2 separate regions of the Zea mays genome follow, and region 2 is linked to region 1. A link is a contact called in public Hi-C data. All regions are on one chromosome and are shown on one strand. The core of a region is the stretch at or near the end of the contact, and the rest is flanking DNA. Distances in the headings are between cores, read along the strand shown. Region 1 holds the start of LOC100280758 (Ca2+/calmodulin-dependent protein kinase phosphatase). Region 2 holds the start of LOC100281041 (expansin-like 3).

The links. Hi-C and Micro-C count contacts between places; a contact is called where the count stands out from the background.
Region 2: a contact with region 1 is called in a Hi-C map of endosperm, with 2.1 times the contacts expected there. The contact joins the promoter of LOC100281041 here to the promoter of LOC100280758 in region 1. A contact is called at or near these places in 3 of 25 Hi-C or Micro-C datasets (ear, endosperm and tassel).

Annotation. Positions count from the first base shown.
Region 1 is chr1:85,527,387-85,532,320 of Zm-B73-REFERENCE-NAM-5.0, reverse strand. LOC100280758 (Ca2+/calmodulin-dependent protein kinase phosphatase) reads right to left here and starts at 1,866. Exons shown (of 5, transcript NM_001411371.1): 1 at 1,636-1,866; 2 at 963-1,144; 3 at 687-887; 4 at 124-329. The coding sequence starts at 1,124.
Region 2 is chr1:85,909,472-85,914,405 of Zm-B73-REFERENCE-NAM-5.0, reverse strand. LOC100281041 (expansin-like 3) reads right to left here and starts at 2,003. Exons shown (of 5, transcript NM_001153960.2): 1 at 1,568-2,003; 2 at 1,369-1,478; 3 at 1,062-1,243; 4 at 810-945; 5 at 247-614. The coding sequence starts at 1,718. The coding sequence ends at 366.

The DNA of each region.
Region 1 (4,934 bases), core at 617-3,116:
TATTATGTTACCAGCAAATATTAGGACTATACATATATGGCAACATAATTATATTGACCAATATGTTGAAGTGCCAATAAATTTGTAAAGCATACATATTAACGCACTATCATGGGAATTTACCTGCCAGATATAAGGACCGTCAACGCCGTGGTCCCAGAATTCCGGTCAAGAGACTGAGAATCCGCAATCGCATGGTCAGCCTTTACGAAAGCACTTCTGATTGCCTTCTCGATGCTGTTGGGGAAGTGGCAATCTTCGGTTATGAACTTCAGTATATTCTTCCGGACAAAACAGGCAGCATCACTACCACCATGGCCATCAAACACCTAATTTTTCACAAACAAAACAGTAAAGATTTGCAAGGCCAGGTGGCAAAAGGACAAGACACTTATTTCTCACTAGCAAAATTCCCCATCTGTATCTGCTGTGTGCAGTACCAAAAGGTCCAAAATAGAAAGAAAAGCATTCATCCTCTGGGTTTTTTATCATTGGCCATGTGGAACCGATTCCTCTTCAGTTCAATCATTTCTACCATCATAGTAAGCCTAGAAGCTATCATGGCAACATTATTGCCACTCACAAAAGAACAAATCATAGATCCATAAAGAGTACACATTGTTAAATACTTTAACAGAAGCAGTTAGTCAGTGGTTAGGGCTGATGCAAATACAATTCCAACTCACCCCATAGAAGGCACCCGGTGCAGGGATGCCCGGGCCACGGAGTCCAAGGTGCTCGACGAGGTTGTCCACACAGACATGCTCGTCCTCCATGAAGGATTTGGGTCCAATATCCGCGAAACTCCCCGACCTGAACACAGGCAAGAAGCCCGGACGGATGTCTGCGGTAGGTGAAATCAAGCTGAGCGTCCCCGACTCCAGCCCCTGCAGGAGAACAGAAGGGCAGACATCAAATTCGTGTTAGGGATAGATGGCTTGGGTGGCAGCGAGCTTGCTTACGAATTCGGCGGAGGCAGCGGCGATGCGGGCACTGCTGGCGCAGTGGCGGATGGACGTGAGGTGGTGGCGTGGCGGCTTGCCGCCCACGGGCGTGCTGCCCCCGCTCCTGCTGCTGCTGCTGCTGCTACCGGGCGGGGTATCCGGCTCCACCCCTCCGCTCATGGCTCCGTCTCTCCGTTACTCTGTTGGTGGTCAGGGAGAGCACAGGAAACGAAAGCATTTCAGAGGTGCCGTTCGTTTGGTTCATGAAAGGTAACGTAGGGGGCGCAACTTTTGCACTGGCTACCGTCGTTCCCTGTGCAAGGAGAATGGTTAGAGCAGGGGGAATCGAGTGGGTTTTTTTTATTTGGAAAGTTAAAATCCATTTCTATCAATCTACCATCCATAATGAGGTCTCGAGCATTAGCGGAATGGAATCAAGGGAACAGGGGGCATCCGAAAGGAAAGAAACGGGGAAATTTTATTCCGGTGTTTTGATAGGGAGCAAAAGAGATGACCAAACGACGCCATTTCCGCTGCTCGGAGACCTCTGCGGCAGCCCGAACGGGAGGGAGAACACGTCCTCCGCTGCCCCGGCCGAAGGAGGTCCAGTTTCTCCAGCGACCAGACGAAATCCAACCGAACGAAAGATGCAGAGTCATTTGACAAGATTAGATCACAGAGGGGCGCTCACCACCGGGGAGCGGGACGTTCGCGCGTCGCCGCCGCGAGGGACGCCGGGTGCAGGAGGTGGGTTGCCTGGAGCCTCCGAAGGTGCTTGTGGGTAGCGATGGGGGCGGGGACGGGGAGGCGGAGAGCAGGGAGGGGCGGGGTGTGGACGAGGGGGAAGAGCTCGTGGATTTCAGAGTCGGGTTGGAGACGGGGACGGTGCGACTGGGCGAGAACGAGAGGAGAAGGGGTCGTGTGATTCGTGATCCCGTCGTTATAGCAGCAGCTGGTGTGCACGGGTGGGCCGACGGCGCCGCTCGGTGTGTGTGGTGCTCGGGTGCGCATTCCGTGTCCCTGTCGGGTTCGCTCGTTCGTCCAGTTGCCCTTTTCAGCTCCTTCCTTTTTCATCGTGTGGGTGCTTCTCTTCTCCCGCGCTGGAAGCGGATATGGCCATGTCGGTATGTGAGCAATATTTGGTGTAGATTTTGTACTTCCATTGTCGCTTCTGGCCTCTTTCTCTCTATCTTGCCTCATGCTGTTTTTTCTGGATTCTACTGTGCTAAAAATCTGACTTTAACCTTTATGGATCAGCATGAAAATAGTATTTCATGTCAATAAGCCGCTTATTATGTGTTTTTAAAGGTATATAGACGGTTGTGAATCTATTTGCACTGACATTTTTTAAACCCGTCAGTGCTATAGACTAGTAAAAATAATTATTTGTTTTTACGGATAACTGACAAACGCCATTAAAAATCAATTTTTACTGGCGGTTGGGCTAAGAAACCCGTCAGTGGAAATTGATTTCCACTTACTATCGATGTAATAAAACCGTCAGTGAAAATCTTTTTTAAAATACATAAAATTGGTATAAAAATTAATAAATATATATATATATATATTTTAGGGGAGGCCTCTCACTCAGGCCCCGCCCGTCCAACTCCATAGAAGTCATAAGTCTCGGTATTTTTTTTCCTCAAAATTCGTGGCTACGCCCTTGTGCATAGCCCCTCTACCATCACTTCGTCTATCACTTATTTTGTGTCTATAATGCAGCTTTGTTGCCCACATATTAGAACAATCAGAGTATAAATTGACTATTTGAATTGTAAATGAATTCAAACAAAATAGTTGTCACTACAAAGTTTCATAAATTTTGAAGTTCTACAAATTTTATTTTGGTACTTTTCTCATCCGAGTTCGTTTGCAAAACTTGTGTTTTAAATTTGACAAATTTAGATGCATTTTTTGAGAGACAAAATGATTGTAAATAAAAAAGTTGGCAATTATAAAGTTTCATAACTTTAAGAGAATTATAACTTTTATGTTGGTGGCAACTTAAAAATCAAGATAAAAATAATTTCTAGTGGCGCACTAGAAATTGATTTTTGTGACGGTTCCTTAAGAAAACTGTCTATAGAAATCTAGTGCCGATTTTTTTAAGGAACCGTCCGTAGAAATATGATTTCTACATGCATTTTCTTAAGAAACGACCACTAGAAATAGCACTGACGCTTGATAACTAAAACCGCCTGTAAAAGCTAAACTCTATCGCAGGTTTAGAGCTCTTTGCTACTAATGCGTTTGTTTGATTTCCTTCTTAATGGTCAAATTGACATATAACTGACCATTATTTGTCTACTAATAACTATTGATATGAACATCATTTTTCCTCCTCTAAGGAATGTTTGGTTTTTAGGAACTGATTTTTAGTCCCTTTTATTTTTAGTCCCTTCTAGTCCCTAAATTATCAAACACATGGACCAAAAAATGATTATCTCTATTTTTGTCGTTGTGTGGTAATTTAGTGACTAAAAAAGACTAAAATTAATCTCTAGAAACCAAACACCCCTAAAATAAAGGACTGGATATTATGAGATATTTGTCTATTGTAAAAGGATTAAACTATATTTAATATTTATATATGAATCTTTAATCTATACTATATTTAAAGCATCAGTTTCAACGGTCGTCATGCGTCATTTTTTATAAATAACCCCTCACAGCTATTTTAAATTAATCTATTGCACGTCTATAGATGCCAAACGACGTCCGACACGCGCTAGATGCACGCGGGCCACAACTATAGCACAGGCACATCATACCGGCCTGCTAACTGTGTCGGGCCAGCCCATTAGCCTGTCGATCCATTTAATTAAATCAGCGTAACGACGCCCGACACGGGCTAGATGCACGCGGGCCACAACTATGACACATGCACGTCCTGCCGGCCTGCTAACTGTGTCGGGCGGGCTAGCCCGTTAACCCGTCGATCCATTTAATTAAATCAGCGTAAAATGTTAAAATAAAACCGTGCAGGAGGTGGGGTTCGAACCAATGCCCTGATGGAAGAAGGGCGGGAGACACTGGGTGAAACTGTCTAACCAGTATAACATCACGTTAAGATGTTTTTAATATTGAATATAAATTGTATATAGGTATCACAACAGCACTGTATATCACTTTCGGCGGCTGCTGTTATTTTCGGCGGCCAGGAGGTGGCCGCCGAAAATAAGTAAATAATTTCGGCGGCAGGAGCAAACCGCCGAAAATAAGGTTATTTTCGGCGGCCGTGTCAGAAGCCGCCGAAAATAAGACTGTTTTCGGCGGCTTCTGACACGGCCGCCGAAAATAACCTTATTTTCGGCGGCCAACGCCCTAGCCGCCGAAAATTATGTATTTAAAAATACCCGGTTCCTTCTTCCTCTGTTCTGTTTCTTCTCCGTCGCATTTCTTCTCCGCCGCCGCTTCCTGGCCGCTCGTGCGCCGCCGTGGCTCGCCCCACCGCGCCGCCACTAGCCGAGCCGTGCCGCCTCTCGTCCCGCCACGCCGCCCCTCGCCCCCCCGCAGCGCCGCCCCAAGTCCCACCGCGCAGCCCACCGCGCAGCGGCGCCCCCTCGTGCCGGCGCACCGCGCAGCGGCGCCCCCGGCCCGCCGCGCCGCCCCAAGCCCCCGCAGCGCCGGCCCTCGCCCCGCAGCGCCGGCCCCCGCCCACCACGCCGCAGCGCCGCCCACCCGTGCCCTCGACGTGCCGCCGCCAAGCCCGACGCCTTGCCAGCCGACGCCACCGACGCGCCGTCGACCACGCCGCGCTCTGCCCCGTCCCGTCGTCGACCTCGACTCTCGTCAACCTCGCCTTCATTAAGGTATTTTATTTTGCGTATTTTATTTTGTATTTTCGGTGGCCTTTTATTTAATTGCCGCCGAAATTAGTATATTTTTGTATTTGTGTTTGTTGATTTGTGTGTTTAATTAATATTATTGATTAGTACGTTTGTATATGTGTTATATGTTTAGGGAAGGCATATGGTATATGTGGAATGT
Region 2 (4,934 bases), core at 754-3,253, 380 kb before region 1:
CACACAGCACAGAGCACACGCATCGTGCGCTCCAACTCCGGCGCACACACCCAATAAGGGCTTGTTCGGTTCTATCCCAATCCATATGGATTGAGGAGGATTGAGGAGGTTTCAATCCCTAATAAGTCAAAATCCCCTCCGATCCGTATCATTCCCCTCCGATCCATATGGATTGAAAATAACCGAACAAGCCCTAAATGGGGTCGAGCAACGCGGCCGAACCAACTTGCAACGGCACGTTTGTTTGATTTGGTTTGATTCGGCTCTCCGGCTCCGCTCATCATCATTTCATATCTTTCGTCCCATTCCCGACCAAAAAAAAAAACTGTACAATCTACTACAATCCAGCCCGTGCGCGCGTCACGTCACTGCCACTCGCGCGTGTCGCAGGGGTAGCACCCTTCCTGCGCGACGTCGGAGACCTGCACCCCGGCGTCGTAGACGCGGCCGGCCTCCCACCGGCGCGGCAGCACCTCCGACTCCGCCCACACCCACTTGCCGTCGTAGCCACCGGTCACCACCAGCCGGAACTGCAGCGGCCCCGGCGGCGCCTGCGCCGTGCTCCACGCCGGCCCGTGGTCCCGCGCCATGAACCGCCAGTTGGACGACCCCACCTGCCAAAAACCAACCACACGCACGCGAACGACGTCATGGAATGGAAGGCGACGGTGAATTCGAACCGTTGCTTGTTGCTGAGTGCAGACATCCCCCGCTTAAGAACCGATCTCGTCGGGGGGAAATACAAACAGCAGAGAAATGTCTCTGTTCGGTACTATACTTGCTAGTGTACTAGGAAGAAACTAGCTTACGGTGGCGACGTCGACGGCGACGATGTCGGTCTGGCCGCCCTGGTACAGGAACCTGATGGACAGGTTGCTTGGCGGCCGGCTCTTCTCCTCCACGCGTATCAACAGGTTGCGGTCCTTCGCGTACTCGCAGGGTACCCTGAGCGCAGTATTATACACAAAATCAATCTCTCGATCTTTCTCCCACCAGTAAAGAACTCTGCAGCATCGGCCCGCGGGACCGAAGCAGAGTGTTGTGTCGCTGCGCCCAAGTACCTCTTGTACTCGACGTCGACGACGCGCCGGTCCCTGAGGCGCGCGGCCTTGCCGGCACTGGCCATGGCCGCGTACGCCGCGGCGCTCAGCACCAGCGCCGTGCGGTTCGACGTCCGCGCCTGGTCCGTCACCACCACCTTGGCGCCGGCGGCGCTGCACAGCTCGCTGTCCCTGCACCGCACCTGCAAACAATGCCAGCCCTTGCTTACACACAATCCGAATCGGGCCAACCACGGGAACAGAGAAACCGCCGCTGGGCACGCGCTCCGGCCTAAAGGGAGGGAAAGGGAAGAAGCTAGCTACCTACCTGGAAGCAGGCGCCGCAGCCGACGCCGCCCCTGTACAGCTCGGGGCTGGCTGCGGCGAGCAGGCCGCCGTTGAGGGACGCGGCCAAGGAGCCGTACCCGCACGACCCGGCTGCGCAGTTGAGCAGCAACCGAAAGATGGATCAAATTCCACAGAAACAGACGAAAATCGTTTGAAACGCACAAGGCAGCGGTGCGTACCGTTGAGGGCGAGCGAGGAGGCCTGGTAGTAGGTGGCCTTGGACCGGCGCACGCAGCGGTCGCAGCCGTCAGCCGGAGACGGGGCCGCGGAGAAGACTAGGAGCAGGAGGACGAGGGGCAGGCACGCCGCGTCCCTCGTGACGACAGCCATGGACCGATCGAAGAAGCCTGGACGCAGCTCTGTTTACTAGTTATTACTTTGGGGAGAGGAGAGCGGAGGAGGAGGAGGAGGAGGGGACCGTTGCGCACAGCAGGAGCAGCGCCGGCTGGCTTTATGCGCCGCCTGCCTCCACGCGGGCGCCGCGAGGTTGTTGCCGCTGTGGTTTACTGGTTTCGGATTCTGGCGGCGGGGCGGGGCAGGGCAGAAGCTTGCTGGTGCCAGGCAGTAGCTAGACTGTGATACTTGGTGCTGCCCTCCAACAGGCCGCAGAATGTTTTGGACGCGTTTGGGAGGCGGCGAAGCGCGGCGCCGTGGGACGGGGGATATAGCGAGCGAAAAAAGAGAGGTTAGTTGGTTCTGGGCCTTAGGCTTAGGGGGGGGGGGGGGGGGGGGGGGGGGGGGGGGGGGGGGGGGGGGGGGGGGGGGGGGGGGGGGGGGGGGGGGGGGGGGGGGGCACCGACCTCCGGGACACGCGTGCCGCGGCTTGGAGGCGCGTCAGCGAGGATTCGGATGAACTCTTCGTCTGCCACATACCGTTTCCAGCACAGCCTGGCACGTGGGCGTTTGATGGTACGTAGTCCAGCAGCCTGGTGCTGATAGCTACTACTAATCCCGTTGCCGGACCGTTCATTATCGATGCAGTCCTTCTGCCTTTTTCCGCACTCGATTCCGGAGCGGCAGTAGCACTGCATCTTAATATGGAAAATGATTAAATGTTTGACAGCCGTATTCTAGTCTAGTGATGGCGCTCGCTGGAATTGAGGGGAAAAAAGAGAGAGAACAGAAAAAAAAAGGCAGGAGAGATAAGTGGGATTCGATTCGTGGGGATAAGCACGGGAGTGGCCGACGTGGCCGAGGATTAGTACGAGACGGGTGCGACCAAGGAGACAGGGCGTCAACGCTTATCGCGTGGCTCGGGGGGTGTGGGCACCACCGTCATCCGCTTCCTCTCGATCAGGGGCAGGCCGTGAAATGAAAGGCATGCGCGCCAGCGCCAAGCCTGCAACAGCTCTCGTCTCGTCGCACACGCTTCCCTTCTTCCGTCGCCCCTTTCAGTTTCGGACCGAAGGCTACATACAAGACACGCGTGTTTGTGTGCTTGCGAGTTTTTTTTTTTGGTGTGCCCGAAATCCTTTACGCTTGTATATGGATGGAGTTCACGGATAATCGGCCATCGCCTCCTCCATCTAATAAACCTATCCGTCCGTGGAAGATAGCACGAGTTAGGCCGTGGTGCCTAGTGGCCCTACAGTAGAGGATTGTGGATGGCGTAATCCGTGTTCTCTCAATCATGCTTGGCCCACCCCCGTCATCATAGTTTGGGGCCCCCCTTCCGAAATCTCATCTCCAAGGTGGCCAAACCCGGACCGTAGCACCCTGTATCTGTCTAACTGATGACACGACAATGCTAGAGCTCGTCGAGTTCTTTTTTTTAAATAAAAAATAATAATCGTCGCTTACAATACGGACTTCTAAAAAAAAAACTTTGAACATCATGAACATCGACACGTTTCCATATCCATACAAACCGTTTGGCGGTGAAGTAGTTGGTGCCCACGCTCTCCGTTTCGGACTCGCACAACGCAACAGCGGGATGGTACTCAACTACTCATTAATGTATCAGAGTACTATGCTTGCATCGCCGAGCTGCTGCAGGACCAGCAGGCAACCACCACCGAACACCGGGCGCGGGCGGTTCCTGAAACGTCGTTGACCTGCACGAGTCAGTCGGCCCTTTGAAAGAATGCGTTGACTTGACACCAACAAGCACACAGCAACCAACTGCCCCGCTCTGAACTGAAGCCATTTCACTGCATGATTGACAACACTTTATTTCGTCTCCGTTACCTCCGCGACCCGGCAGGCGGCAGTTGAGCTTCCAGGTTCCAACGCGGATACTGCTGCTCGCGGCGCCGCGCCGTGCCGTGCCTGCCGTTTTCTTTCTAGCAAATGCGTCGGCCGCAACTTTGCTGTGCGGCGCCGACGCGGCTGACGGCGACGCGTACCCTCTCGCGGCCGGTCCGTGCCGTGCCTTCGGCGCGCGAATGAGCATGACGGCTGGCCTGCCCCTTGGGCACCGCCCGTTTACGGCCCCCCGGCGCGCGGCACGTCTGCTGCAGAGCTTTCCTGTTGGCTCGCTGCATGAGCTGCAGCGCGGCAAGGGTGGGCAGTACAGTACGAGAGAGCCTCACGAAGGCGGGGGGCCGTGTCCTGTGGGTTGGCTTGGCAGCCGTGGTGGTCGCCACGTCCTCTCCGCTCCCTCGCCGGGTGGCTGTGTGCGTTCGCGTTGAAGGCAGGTAAAAAACCTTGTGCCACTGTGAGTGAGGTGCGGCAGGTAAAAACCTTCTATTGCGATGTGATGAGGGGTGTTGAGTACGGAGTGGTCAGCTTCACACGCCCAACCCTCAAATTGCGCGCGGTTCGCCCGCTAGTGTCCGATTTGACCGACCTCTGATTCGTATTGACATCCAGTTCGGCCGACCCTCTTCCATCTAACCGGTCCGTTTATCAAAACCGCGTGGAGCACGATTTTAGTTAACTACCGGTTTTTCCAAAGTTAGTTTAAAATTTAAATAAATTTAAAAATTTATAAAACGAAAACCGACGGTAAACTGTTTTTTTTACCGGTAAACCGTTATTTTGTAGGGTAAACTGTCAATTTTTTTTTTTGCCGGGAAACCGGATTTTATGCCAAGATTGAGTTCCAGTTTAGATATTTAGTGGCCAGTTTAGCCATATTAGTCATGTTTAATGTTATATGATATATGTGAAGATGTTATATGCTATATGTCAAGCTGATTTACTGTTATATGCTATTTTTTTCCCAGAGTTTAAGTGCTAGTTTAGTTCCAGCACCTTCAACATTGGACGAAGACTCACCTAACAGTGACACTCATCTTCCTAGCACGTTGTTTACATCACTTGTACACAAACAAGGAGACGCAGAGGGAGTGCAAGAATGGGTCGATGAAACATTTGGCGACACCCACCTTGGCAGGTGTCGGCGTTTCGACCCCGGGGGGGGGGGGGGGGGTCTCTGGACCGACGAGTAAAATTGTCGCTGCGTGCCCCAGCCTAGATGAGTTGGCGCGAGATGGAACAAAGGGGGGAGGGGACCGCGGCTCGTGTTATCCTGCGCCAGAGTGGGTGCGCTTGCAGTAGGGGTTACAAGGGAGTCCCGCGCGACCACCCTCCGTATGAGGGCCC